Linked DNA regions of Mus musculus: all the other regions are linked to region 3. A link is a contact called in public promoter capture Hi-C data. All regions are on one chromosome and are shown on one strand. The core of a region is the stretch at or near the end of the contact, and the rest is flanking DNA. Distances in the headings are between cores, read along the strand shown. Region 1 holds the start of Ccdc106 (coiled-coil domain containing 106). Region 2 holds the start of Oscar (osteoclast associated receptor). Region 3 holds the start of Selenow (selenoprotein W).

What was found. Promoter capture Hi-C pulls out the DNA fragments that hold promoters and counts their contacts.
Region 1: a contact with region 3 is called in a promoter capture Hi-C map of cranial neural crest. The contact joins the promoter of Ccdc106 here to the promoter of Selenow in region 3. A contact is called at or near these places in 2 of 39 promoter capture datasets (cranial neural crest and frontonasal cranial neural crest).
Region 2: a contact with region 3 is called in a promoter capture Hi-C map of second pharyngeal arch cranial neural crest. The contact joins the promoter of Oscar here to the promoter of Selenow in region 3. A contact is called at or near these places in 2 of 39 promoter capture datasets (cranial neural crest and second pharyngeal arch cranial neural crest) and 1 of 484 Hi-C or Micro-C datasets (B cells).

What each region holds. Positions count from the first base shown.
Region 1 is chr7:5,054,560-5,058,967 of GRCm38.p6, reverse strand. It overlaps Ccdc106 (coiled-coil domain containing 106), which reads right to left and starts at 2,242. Exons shown (of 5, transcript NM_146178.2): 1 at 1,309-2,242; 2 at 1,065-1,169; 3 at 800-976. The coding sequence starts at 1,339. It overlaps Gm15510 (predicted gene 15510), which reads left to right and starts at 1,852. Exons shown (of 4, transcript NR_166619.1): 1 at 1,852-2,215.
Region 2 is chr7:3,614,454-3,619,046 of GRCm38.p6, reverse strand. Oscar (osteoclast associated receptor) reads left to right here and starts at 2,890. Exons shown (of 5, transcript NM_001290377.1): 1 at 2,890-3,006; 2 at 3,531-3,563. The coding sequence starts at 2,970. It overlaps Ndufa3 (NADH:ubiquinone oxidoreductase subunit A3), which reads right to left and starts at 1,674. Exons shown (of 4, transcript NM_025348.3): 1 at 1,640-1,674; 2 at 1,356-1,430. The coding sequence starts at 1,649.
Region 3 is chr7:15,920,545-15,925,156 of GRCm38.p6, reverse strand. It overlaps Selenow (selenoprotein W), which reads left to right and starts at 2,786. Exons shown (of 6, transcript NM_009156.2): 1 at 2,786-2,905. The coding sequence starts at 2,877.

The sequences.
Region 1 (4,408 bases), core at 993-3,492, about 11 Mb after region 3:
GTATGCATGTCCCCATCCCAGTGCTAGGTCCCTTTACTAGAGCTTTTGCCATGGTTAGCAATGAGAAAGCCTGCCAGCAGCTCAGCTGGATACAGAGGTTAGGGTTATGGCCTGAATAAAGGCTAAGTACTCCAAGAAACCAGGGCTAAAGCTCTGGGAAAGGGCAGCCTTGAGTGGGGAATGTGCTGGGAATGGCAGTCAACACAGGTTAATGAGATAGGGCCCTGCCTGTCAGAAGAGGTGACACCACCATGCTGTTACTAGTTGTAGATTAGAGCAAGACAAGGGAGTGGGATCCGCTCAGGACCCTAAGGTGAAGCTTAGGAGACAGAGGTACTGGGACCCCCACAGCCTTTGAAGAATAAGAAACATGAGGCATGATAATGTAGAGCAGGGTAGAGGGAAGACAGAACCCTGATTGGTATTTCAGGGTACCTCTAATGGATGATGACTGCATCATTCAGAAATCCTGGGGTGCTGGCAGGGCCCCTCTGAGGAATCCAGTAGACTGCAATGGGTCTACTGACAAAGGGACATTTCCCCTAAGATGAGGAACCTGGGCTGGAAATATAGACTCTGGGAGACAGTTATGCCAAGTGCTTGAGGCTGATGAGTTACAGGGCAGTCTCATCACAAGATAGGAAATGAGAGAAGTCTTTGAAATCAAGAAGGAAATGGCTGGGGAAGGCCCTAAAATAGGCATGGGCCTTAGTGGAAGGATAAGATGCCAAGTCCCCATCAGGTCCAACCAACATTGGGTGTTGAATTCTGCGGGTCCTGGGGGACTGTGTGCCCCCACCTGCATCCATCCGGGCAGAGGAAATGAATTTGTCCAGCTGACACCGCAAGAAGTCCCTCTCCTCCTCCAGGTCCTCAATGCGCTTCTGCAACCACGAGTTCCTCTCCAGTGCCATGTGCAGCTGGGCCTTAACACTGCTCATCAGGGCCAGGGTTGGGGAGGCGCCCTCTGGAGGCTCTAAGAACAGCAGGGACGGAGGTCATGCCCCAGGGTGAGGCAGTACCCCACCTGACTCCAGTCCCTCCAATGCCCTTTCTCAGCTCACCCTCAACATTTCTCCGAGACGGACTCAGACGGTATAAGATTTGTGAGTCTAAGTGGGGTGCCTCTTCAAAGGGAATGGAGATCTCAAAGGTCTCTTCGTCCTTCACTGCAGAGAGGTCAGCAGAGGTCACCCCAGAAGTGGCCTGAACCTTATAGACCACCCCCAACCATTGCTGTCCCATGGACAGAGGGAACCAGAATGTCAGACCAAGGATGGGAAAAGAAAGGGTCCCCAGGTGCCTCACTTGTCCGCCAACGGTTGTTTCTGTCATTCATATCGAGGAGGCTTCCTGCAGACCCAGCAACTGAGCCCTTGGGGGCACTGGACAGAAGCAGGTCACCAAAAGTCGGCAGTCCCTGGAGAGGTGGAATACCTGTCCCTCCGGAGTAAGGAAGGATCACCAGTCTGAGGGAGGAAAGGACCCATACTTCTGGACAGAGTCAGAGGCTTCCAAAGTATGTACCCAGAGCGAGGGGGCTCAGCGAGAGGAATCTTGGTTGTGAAGGGGCTCGGCCCTTAAATTCTTTGGTTCCTCGTGGGGTCAACACCACAGGGAGACCTGGCCTGAATGAGAAAGCCCTTCATCATGGCCCATCTCCGAACCCAATGCCATAAATGGAGAAACAACCACCCCTAACTTCCATTCTTGGGGTAGGGGGTCCATCCTGCAAGCGTTCCCCTGTCCCAGCCGCCCATTCCTCCCGCACTCGCGTGGGCGAGTAAAGCCCCTCCCCGAAGTGGGAGCTGGGCGCGTGCGCAGTGCGTGGGAGGTCACGCGTGGGGATGCGCCCCCACCCTTTGTCCCACAAGTGGGAGGGGGCGACCGTGGCGAAGGGTCCCAGAATGGGCAACCGGCATGGGGGTGTCGACCGTGGGCACCGTTCCCCGCCTTTGGGTGCTCAGGGTACAAGGGGCCGAGGCCCCGCTCTCACCCACCCGCGCACGGACTCCAGCCCCGGGACCGACGGCAGTGGCGGCGCCCATGCCCAGCGCAGGGGAGCGTCTGCAAAGTGTCGCGGAGAGAAGCGCCCACCCACCAGTAAGCGGGCGTAGCGGCAGAGGAGGGGGAGAACTGGATGGCGGAGCGCGGAGACGTGGGCACTAACCGAATCAGGCCTGCCGAGCCTGGGGCGCCTCTTCCTGGAGCCCAGGTGAGGCCCGCCGTTTGCGCGGAGGTCGGGACCGCACTTGCGCGATAGCCCCTTGCAACACCCCTCCAACCCCCACCCCACACACAACCCCCCCCCCCTCCTTTCCCAAAGCCTAGGCAGGGATCCTCATGAAATTCTCATCCTGCACAGCTGATGCGGTTCCGGGGGTCCTCCGGGTGAGTGGCTATGTGACCAGTGGGCCGAGAAAAGTCAGAAGGTATGAGGCAGTAAGGAAAATTGAAGTGAAATTTGAGTCTCCTTTAATGATCCCTAAGTAGCTGATTAATACATGCATACCTTTAGTCTTAGCCGCTCCAACCTACCATAACCTCCACCCACCCCCATCCACGAAAAGGATTAAAGGAATAAGAGGACCAGGATGTGAGAATGGGTTGTGTGGTGGTTACTTCTCCGCAAAGTGTGGGTCAGGAATAGCCCACACTGGAGCCACCTGTGGAACAGCTACACTCCAGTCCTTGCTCCTCATTCCTCCATGGCCTCAGTTTACTCACCTGTTCAGTGGGAAGTTACTCTTAAAAGCCTTTGAGAGGATGTAGTTGTGTGACATACCAAAGGCTCAGCCCAGAACCGGACCACTCTTGGAGCTTAAGATCCAAGCGCTGTTGATATTATTTGAAGTCAGTCGGTGTAGATGCACAGCCTTTAAGACACTCCCCCTCTCCCTTCCGCCCCAAAAGAAGTCGTGTAAAGAGGCTATCTGCATAGGGCACATACACACACACAATCAGAGGAAAGGAGCAGCGAAGACATGTTTATTAGACCTACACTGCCTCTCCGGTTCACAAGCAGCATCCTCTTTGGGGTTCTGAAGCCCTAAGAGGCATGACTTAAACCATCCTTGCAGAGGAAGACTGAATGTGTCAACCAAGACTAAGCAGTTCATTTTTACAAATAAACTGCATCCTGGGTCAGCAAGTCCAGGGGGAACCACCTGCCCTAGATCAGTATTTCAAACCACAGAGAATTGTATAAAGCCAGGTGAACTGTATAAAGCTGTGCTTATGCTCTAAGATGCTATTTTTTTAAGTATATTAATGTGGATTGTAGTTTGGGTGGGGAAGGGGTAGTGTTCAGAACCTTTTTCCCAAAGATGCTAGGAATGTTGCGCAGTGTGTAAGGTGCCTAGCATGCACAAAGCCCAGAGTTTCAGTATTCTGGAAGTGGAGGCAAGATCATAAATCCAATGTCACCCTGAACTACATTACAACCTTATCTAAATAAATAAATAAATAAATGGCAGGTTTGGGGAAACTGAAGTAGGCCTAACTCCCAGAGGAAAACGGCAGACTTTCCCATTACCCAGTCAAGGTCTTTGTTCCAGATAGCATAAACTAAAATGTCTCCCAAAATGTAAGTAAGGATTGAGAATGGGGTGTGGTGTGCATTGAGTGTTCAATATAAGGTCCCTACTTCCAGTGTCAAAATAGAGACCTCTGACTACCCACTAAAACTTCCCAGGCAAGAGTTTCCCCAAACAGCATGGTCCTCCCTTCCTCCTATCAGGAATCCGTAATAATAAATATCCCAACTGTTCAAGGGGCAGGGCTGTTCTCTATGAGGGCTCGTTTCCATATACCTCCAAAGCACTATGATGCCCTGACAGCTCAGAGACTCTTCGAGGCAAGGCTGGGTTTGTGTCTAGGGCTCTGAAAGCCAGGCTGGCACTCAGGCCATTGTCTGAGAACTTCAGGAGGAGACCCATGATCCCCGCGGTCCCCAGAGGCAGTGCAGGGATGCTTCCTCTGAATATGCTTCTGGAATGGCTCCTGCTCGGTAAAGCAGCACGGGCAGGGTAGGAAGGCACTGGAACAGCTATCCCCTGAGTGCACACAGCTGTTCTGAGCCAACTCGCCCCAATCCCGAAAGGAGCAAGGGCAGAGCAAACAGCTGTGGGCTGTCCACCACCTGTATAGCAGGTTTGACATTTGAAGGGCTTTACCTCCAAGTGGATGACGCTGGAGGCAAGACACGCACTCGAAGACCCTAACGCACACCGGACAGTTGTAGCTCTTTTTGTGAACCAAAGTCCCATCGGCCCTATCCTCCCTGACTCCTCATCCCACCAGCACTGTGTAGAGGACACCCTGGGTGTCTGTGAGAAGATACTGGTTGGGTCCTGAAAAGGACGAAGTCTGGGGAAACCCTATAGAAGAAGAAAGTCCAGGGTTTGTG
Region 2 (4,593 bases), core at 1,641-4,140, about 12 Mb after region 3:
ATTAAGAACACTTGCTGCTTTGCAGAGTTTGGCTCCTAGCACCTTTTGACTCCAGTTCCACAGCATCCAACAAACGTATCTGGCTTTTGTGAGCACTCCCACATATGTGGATACAGAAACACAGATAACATAGTGTGTAAAAGCTGAGGGGGCTGGGAGATGGCTCTTCAGGTAAGGAGAGTACTTTCTAGTCGTCCAGAAGACTTGAGTTCAATCCGCAGCAGCCATGTCAGGCAGCTCATAAATGCCTAATATCTCCCACTCCAAAGGAAAAAGAACCTACGTCCTCTTCTTGCCTCCAGAGGCGCACACACATTTTTAAGAAAAGATACGTGCCGGGCAGTGGTGGCGCATGCCTTTAATCCCAGCACTTGGAAGGCAGAGGTGGATTTCTGAGTTCGAGGCCATCCTGGGCTACAGAGTGAGTTCCAGGACAGCCAGGGCTACACAGAGAAACCCTGTCTCGAAAAACCAAATAATAATAATAATAATTAAAATAAAATAAAATAAAGATATGCAGGGATGGTGGCTCAGGCGTGTGATATCAACACATAAGAACCCAAGGCAGACTGCTGTGAGTTTGAGGCCCACTTGAGCTAAGTGATTTGTATCCTCTATAAAAAAGAAAACTGAAAAGATTCAGAAGAAGTCAGTTCAAGGAAGTTTTTAACCTTAGTGTGGTGAGAGAGCTCAATAGTTAAAATTACCTGCTCACTGGAACTCAGAATGAGCACTGACTCCAGTAAGTTGTCCTCCGACCCCCCAAACCCAACTGGTAGCCAACACACACACACACACACACACACACACACACACACACCTTAAAAAATGTAATTTTAACTTTAAGAACGAACCAAGTATACATTAAATCACTATTTCAACATATAATCAATTAAAACCACATACATTAGAGCATTCTAGGTCTTTGAAAGTCAGGGTGGTAGATAGCTGGTGGTGGGTTTTAGAACTTCTCTGTCACACTCCAGGCCAGCAATACTGACAATTTTGGTACTGTGATGGCTGCCAAATCCAAGGCCTCACCCCAGACTTTCAGAATGAAAATTTAACAGGTCACCTCCATCTCCCGGGCTTCAATGCATCAGAACTGTGAGTAACCCTGTCCCACTGCAAGGTGGGAGGCTTGCTGAGAGATTTGCATAAGTCAGACTTCGCCGAGGAGTTCTGCCTACAGAGTCAAACTGAGTTGAATGTGCACCTCTTGTGTGTGGTGAGGGAAGAGCGACAGTAATGTCAGGATATGGCTGGCAAGGGGATGCGAGATGAAACTGTGCCGTGGAATGCTGATGACTTCCGGGTGGAGGATGCACTTTCGCGCCGGGGAAGGGGGCACTCACCGAGGCCCCAGACAGAGAAGGACACCACCAGCACCGGCTCCTTCGCCCAGGCATTCTTGAGGAAGGCAGAGATTCCTAGAGAGGTGAGAAGACAGTCACCCTTGGGGACTACTGCGGTGACCTCTAACACTCTCGTATCACCCCTGCTCTGCACCCTCGTGACTGCCGCGCCCCTATTCTGGGACGGATTACCGGTCCCCAAGGCTCCACTGAGACTCAGCCACGGATCAGCCCACAGTTTCCTGGAACTACTTGATCCCCGCGAGCTCCAAACCTGTACTTACTCCCGGCCATCTTGTTCTTGGCGGCGACAAGGAGCGGAGCTCTCTGGGAGTTGTGGTCCTTCTCCTTGCGTGAGGCCCCGCCCCTTGGGCGAGGACGTGGACCCTTTCGGGAGTTGTAGTTCTGGAGTGAGGCTTAAGAGGACTGAAAGATTTAAACCACCTTGAACACCTGCTGGCCTCACCATTTTCTTATAGTTTATAACTCAGCAAATGCATCGGAGAAGTAACATAACGTTCTCCTGTAATAAAGTCAGCTTTGGGCTGGAGAGATGGCTCAGAGCTCTGTCTGCTCTTCCAAAGGTTTAATTTCCAGTAACCACATGGTGACTGACAACCATCTGCAATGGGATCTGACGCCCTCTTCTGGTGTGTCTGAAGACTGCAACAGTGTACTCATAAATAAACCTTAAAAAAAAAAAAGTCAGCTTTACATTGAGATCACATCTAGACATAAGCTCATTCTGGAAATTCTAAATTAATCCCAAATATATTAAGGACTGCCTGTGCTTTGTGTTACTAGCATGCAGATCATGGCTTTTCCCTCCATCTGCCCCTTAGTGCTGAAAACTGAAACCAGGACAGGCTAGGCTACCCATCTCCGATTGAGCCACTCCTCCGTCCACTTGCTGATAGATTCTACTATCCCAGGTCCCTGCTGGTGGATTTTAGGCATATCTTTTATTGTTGAGCCACATTTTTCAGCCCTTTCATTACTTTTTATTTTGAGACAGGGCATTAAATGGCTCAAGTTGGCCCTGCAATCTTTGAACTTGACAGCCTCCTGCCTTGGTTTCTCAAGCTGGTGAGATTACAAGCCTGAGCCTCTAAGATAATGCACATCACTTAAAAAAATTAACATATCTGGACTGGACAGTGAGAGCAGTAATGGAGTCTGAGCCTTCTCTTGTTACCGGCATAGTACATATTGTACAGCAAGCTTCTTTTTCCCTTTCTACCTTTTTGTTTTGTTTTTTTTGTTGTTGTTGTTGTTTTTTTCCTCTTTTCCATTTTTCTTCCTCCCACCTGCCCCTTTCCTTTCTCTCCTCAGTGCTGAGGCTACTCTGGGCAAGTGGTCTTCTACTTAGCGACAACGTCCTCAGCCCTCCTCCCCAACTTTTAAGTTAAATTAAAGAACACCAGAGGCTATGACTGTTCCATCTTGCAACTTTTTCCAAGACAATGAAACTATGACACAGTTACCCAGGAGCCTCCACCTGACTCCTCTGTTCCCTAAACAGGACTCTCACATGGCTTTCTGGTGTTGCTTCATTTCCTCAGAGTGAAAAAGGCAGGGTCAACCTTTTCCTCAGCTCCACGGAGAGTGCCCACCATGGTCCTGTCGCTGATACTCCAGCTGTCGACTCTCTGTGAGCTGTCCCTCCCCTGTGTGTGGATCCTTGGCTGGGCTGAGGGCTATATCTGTTCATATGGAATTCAACATCCAATTTAGAAAAAGGAATCAGGACTGGTACCCAGATACCTGAGTCCTAAACGGGGGAAGACAGATTGCTGGGTCGGGGGTGAGCATAGGTTTCTCTGGATCTCCAGGCAGAGGAGAGTAAGGGATATCTAGGGGTCAAAGAATGTATTCAGTTCTCATGGTAAATGGGCAAGTCTACTGTGCTGGAGGGAGGGGGCATCTAAACCTTCAAACCCCAAGGCAGAGAAACCCCAAGGAGCAAAGTATTGTTCTTAGGAAAGGTGGGGAACAGAGGCCTGTCCTCTTGGGTCAGACAGCAGCTTCTTAAGTATGGGGAATGGAAGTACAGAGTTTTGCTTGATCCTAAAAAAGACGGTGGCAGGCTTCATGTAATCAGAGTCTAGGGCTCCTTAGAGGGGAGACGGTAGTCCACAAAGGGCTTTGTAAAAACCAACTCTTCACCTTCTGCAGGGCCTGCATGCCGTGCTGACTTCACACCAACAGGTGAGTGGGAGACTCCACCTGCTCTATGCTATGCTGCTCACACCTCGCCTCCAACAACTCATTTTATCTTTGTGCCTAGCTTCACCCCAGATTCCCTCATTCCCCTCTCTTCCTCTCTCCTTCCATCCCTTCCTCCACTACATACCTTGCCTCTTTTCTTCTCCCTTTTCTCCTGTCTCTTTCCCTTCCCCCTTTCATAGCCTTCCTTCCTTCTTCCTCCATCCCCTCCTCCTTGCCCCCTGCATGTTGCTCTCTTCTCCCTTCACTTTGTCCTTCATCTCTTTAGTAACCACTATAGGTGAATAGAGATGACCATGAATGTGGATGTTAAGGAGACCTAGACAATCTTGTTCATTATTGCATGTCCTTGAACAAACCAGGGGTCTTAGCCGGGCGTGGTGGCGCACACCTTTAATCCCAGCACTCGGGAGGCAGAGGCAGGCAGATCTCTGGGTTCGAGGACAGCCTGGTCTACAGAGTGAGTTCCAGGACAGCCAGGGCTACACAGAGAAACCCTGTGTGGAAAAAACAAAAACAAAAACAAAAAAGAAAGAAAGAAAAACAAACAAACAAAAAAAACAGGGGTCTTGAAGCCTCCATTTCCTTAGGTAAGTCGGCTGCAGTGAGGATTTAATGTAGTTATATAGGGAAACTATAGGGCCAGATCCTGGCATATTTCAAGGCTCCAGACATAGGAGTTCCTCAATGCCAAGTATACGAGCTTCTCTCACGGGAGCCTGCCTTCCACAGAAGGAGGTTCCCCCACCCGAGATGGCTTCTTCTCAGGGTTTTGATGGAGGAGATAATTCTTCTCTCTTCAATTTTTCCCACTATGCTTCAATTTGGCCTGAGAACCACTGGGAAGCCATTCATCCCTGAGTTATCAGTTGATTTAGTTTTATGTACATGAATGTTCTGCCTGCATGCATACACACCACATGCATGTCCAGGGCTCGCAGAGTTCAGCAGACAGCAGGAGGAGCCTCTGAAACTGGAGGTACAGTGCTTGTAAGCCACCATGAGCTGCTGA
Region 3 (4,612 bases), core at 1,537-4,036:
GCTTTAGAGATGGCTCAGTGGTTAAGCATACTGAGTGCTTGATCCTAAGTTCAATTCCCAACACCCACTGGTGGCTCGTGACCCCAGAGAAGAATTCAACGCTGTCACAGCTTGCTAGCAATCCAGGCGTGGTGAACATCCATAGTGCAAGTGCCACAGATCTCATACTGAGCATCGATAATGCAGGCTTGAATTTAAACCTCTCACAGAGTACACTAGATACACACTAGAGACTCCTTGTATTTTGGAAGCAAGAAGAGTGGAATCTGATTCCTTTTTCTAGAGTGCATGAAAACAGAACATTCAATAACATAAAATAAATACATCTTTTAAGAAAAGAGAGAAAGCTTCGCTTTCTGTAAGCAGACAGGCAGTTACTTTTTAAGGGTGTGTGTGTGTGTGTGTGTGTGTGTGTGGTTCCTAGTGTGTTTCAGGTGTGTTGTGTGCTTGGAGTTCATGTGCTTGGGAGTTCATGTGCACAAAGTGTGTGCAGTGAGTACTCTCAGAGGTCAGACAAGTGCATCAAAGTCCTTGGAACTAGAGTTGCAGAGGCTTGTGAGCTGTAACGTGGGGGCTGCAAACTGAACCTAGATTCTCTACAAAAGTAGCCAGTACTCTTCACCACTGCGCCATCTGTTTAGCCTGTGCGTAATTCACCTACAAGCCGAGTAGCTCCAGCCGTGGCCAGTGACCACCAGAAGTGACCCCAGAGCTGTGGGGTCAGTTTTCTTTTCAATCCTCAATGTAAGCCAGCTCTGCAGCTACCTGATCTCAGATTTCTGCCCACCAGGAGCACGAGATGAGGTGTGTCTGCAGTGTAAGCCACTGGGGTTAGGGCACTTTGTAAGGGCAAATAAACTGGTACAACTTGTGTCGAACACAAAGCAGACTTTTTCCAGAAAGAATTGTTTTTCCTCCATGGTTGCAGCTGATTCTTGGAGGAAAAGCAGGACTCGGGGTGAGAGGGCTAAATCAGCATGTGTGAAGGCCCTGAGACAAGAATGTGGCTAAGGTCCCAGTGGTCCCTGTCACTGGGGTGTTGGGAGAAAGGGTCAGAGGGGCCATCCATGCTAAGGTTTGGGATTTTGTTCCAAGGGTGTTGGGAACCACAGGAAAACTCGGGACTGTGGAACATTTATTCTTGACCCTTGACTCAGTCTCTGTTCCTGGTTCTTCCAGACTGACTCTTTATTCCTTTTCAGACTGTGGTCACAGGTCCTCCGTCTCGAGACAGAGAGGCTGCGACACTGAATTTAGCCTGTTGGAGATGCCCAACGAGGACACAGAAGGTTCCTGGTTATCTTCACTGAGTTCTCCCCACCACACACAGCAGATTCTGGCTCTCATTCTTTCCAGGAGTCCAAGTGCATGAACAAGCATCCTTTTAGGGAAATACAGTTTTCTTACTGCTTTTAGGCCTCTGAATCCTCAGTTGCCAACGCACTCCTATGAAGTCAAATGGGGAGTGAATGATTCAAATTTCATTTTTCTGTGGGTAGAATCACAGCCCATCATCTGTGTGCAGGGTAGGGTACTGATGGGGAACCAGAGGGCTAGGTGGGAAAATTTCCTTATTTGGTCCCTAGTTAACCATTGGCGGGGATAGCCGGTTGAAGTCAATTAAAGAAGTCAGGTGACAGATAAACATCTCTGCTGGTGAGCCATCCTTGGTGGTGGTGGTGGTGGTGGTGGGAAAGTAGAGAGAGGGGAGGGAGGGGGTGGGCATGCCATTGCCGTTTGTTCATAGGGTGTGGAGGATAAGAAACTAGAGAGCAAAAAAATTCTGTGGGAATGACTATCTCCTGTTATCTGTCCAGCTTTCAAGGAGGAGAAAGTGAGGCTCAGGAATCCTAAACTCAAATATTTTGTCCACTTTTACCTTTTTCTCCCCCTTGAGACGGTCTCTCATGTCTGTCCTGGAACGCTCTACGTAGGCTAGACTGGCTTCGAACCCACAGAGATTTCTTGACTGCTGGCATTAAAGGCAACGCCTGGATTTTTTGTTTCGAGACAACTGCTCATGTAGCCCAGACTAGCGTCAAACTCCCTGTGTAGCAAGGATAACCTTGAACTCAGTCCTTCAGTTTCTTCTTCCCAAATGCTGGGATTACAGGCTTGTACCACAGCCCCCAGATAACAGTGTGCTAGGGACCCAAACTAGGGCTTTATACATGGTAGGCAAGTTCTCTACCAACTGCGCTACAGTCCAAGCCCCATTCCAGGACTTTCTATATATCCTTCTGCTGGAAGGCAGCTGGAAGGGAGCGGGAAGGCGCAAAAAGAGGGGTTGCATGGTTTTGGGGGTGCGCAGGGGGTCTGTCGGTGGTGAGACAGCTGGACCTAAAGCGCACACTGGGACTCCTAGTTTCAGTTTTCCAGACCTAAGGTTCATTTAGTCTGGTCCAGTTAGCGCTGGGGAGGAGGGATCCATCCCAATTGCCTGTCTCCCAATGCGTCGATTTCCCTGCCCTGCCCCTCTCAGCCACTCTGTAACTGAACTTCAGTCTCAACCAATTCTCTGCCTCGAGCCACCGCCCTGAGGACTGAACCATTATGGCATAGAGAAGGGACGGCGAGGGGCTCTCAGGTTACTGGTCCCAGAGACGCTGTCTATGGAGACAACCCCAGATATCAAGAGAACCCCAGATATCAAGATATCATGGAGTCTTGCGTTGAGGTTCGCGCCCCTGGCCACAGACCCCGCCGTGCTCCGGAACCTCGGTCCTCCCGTAGCTCTGCCCACTCTCCACCCCCGCACTTGGTTTGCTCTGACTCGTGAGGCAGTCGGCTGTGCGCACGGCCCCACGCTCAGAGCTTGAGGTCCTTGTTGCTTGTGGGTCGGGTCCTCGTGTTGTGCGGGGATGCGACGTGCAGCTATGGCGCTCGCCGTTCGAGTCGTGTATTGGTAAGTCCGGGTGACTGCAGTTCCCCCTTTTCCTGCTCCCGGCTCGTTGTGCCCTTTCTCTGCTCCCCAACCTTTGTGCCAGGAGACCCTCTCCCACCCTTTTCTTTGCCCCTCCCCCTATCTACCAGGGTCTGGTAACCGAGTACGATGACTGTATTTCAGACCCAAAGGGAGGGATTTCCAAGCGGGTGGGATGGAGGTAACAGAGACTTGAGCCCGATCCCTGGCATCTGACATCTGAGTGACATCTCACCAGTGAAAATGGAAACTGATACTTGGGGCCACTTTGAACACGTGACTCAGCGCTGAGGGGAGGGGAAGGGTAGCATCGGGTTTCTCTGGGGACCTTTCCTTCCCGACAGGCTGTTTCCCTTCCCCCTCACTGAGCGGCATGAGTTAGAGAATACAAGGTGTGGTGTAGTTGGGGGTTTACTCATAAGCGCTGTTGGGAGGTCTGGGGATGTCCCGTACCTGGATTGTAGTGTGAGTTAACAGTGGTCGCACCTCCCAGTGTGTACATGAAAAGGGCGAACTGAGTCACGGAGTGGTGGTGTTGATGCACACTTTTAATCCCAGCATTCGGAAGTAGAGGCAGGTAGATAGTTCCAGGCCAGCTAAGCTGCTTGTTAGAGGCAACCGGGGTGATGTAGTAAGACCCTGTGCCCCGAAAAGAAAAAGTAATATAGGATAGATTGTAGGGTGAGGGTGTAGCTCAGTGGTAGAGTGTTTGCATGAGATGCACCAGATCCTGGGTTCGGTTCCCAGCAATACAAATAACAAAACAAAAAACTCTTACTGGTTTCTGATCAGTGAGTGCCGGTGCTGTTAACCCCAGTTCTTTTCTGGCCTCAGTTTCCCCTTCTGTAGTGTGAAGGAGGTGATGATGTTGGTTAGTTACCTGCCAGCGCTATTAATTGTGCCCCTGCTAGAGGCAGGCGTAGAAAGACCAGCCATTTTCTCTTGATGACTTTTTCCTCCATCTGCATCTGATAATCAGCTGGCTTGCAGTAAGTGATTGAAAAGTGCTTGCTGAATGGATTCTGCACCCCTGAAGTCCATTGAGGGGCTCTCCAGCCATTCTGTCTCCATCTTACAGGGGAGGAAACTGAGGCTGGAAATGAGGCAGGGCCAGCCTGAGGTCCTACTACCGATAACCCTGTAACTTGAATCTGGGGTCCGTGGTCCACCTAGCTGGGTGTGGCCTCCTCCCTCCCAACCCCCTTGAGGGGTCTGATCAGGCCCTAGTTATCAGGATGTCTTTCAACAGCCTGCTTTGATAAATTGAGGCTCCCATGAGGCCACTGCACCAGATTCCAGGCCCAAAATGGCCTGAGGTAGGGGACATGGGGTTGGGGAGCTTATGTTTTGTACTGGGTGCTGGAGAGAGCTTGGATTCCTGAGTGACAGCCAGGCGGGGGAGGGAGTGGGTGGGTGAGATTCTACTGAGGCAGCATTTGTCCTAATTTACTTCCCTGCTTCCCTCCCCATTGGCATCTCTATGTGGAACCTGTGATCTCTTTGCCATCCCGCCTCTCCATCTTGGCTCTTTTGTTTGGGGTGGGCTTTCTATGTATCTTCGCACTGTCGCACACATCTCTCTGTGTGATGAGCACATCTTCCCCTCTTTTGAGGGTCTTTGTTACCTCTGCGTTCTCATCTGGATCTCTGTCTCTCTTTACCTTCATCGCACTGCTATTGCCTGCCTCC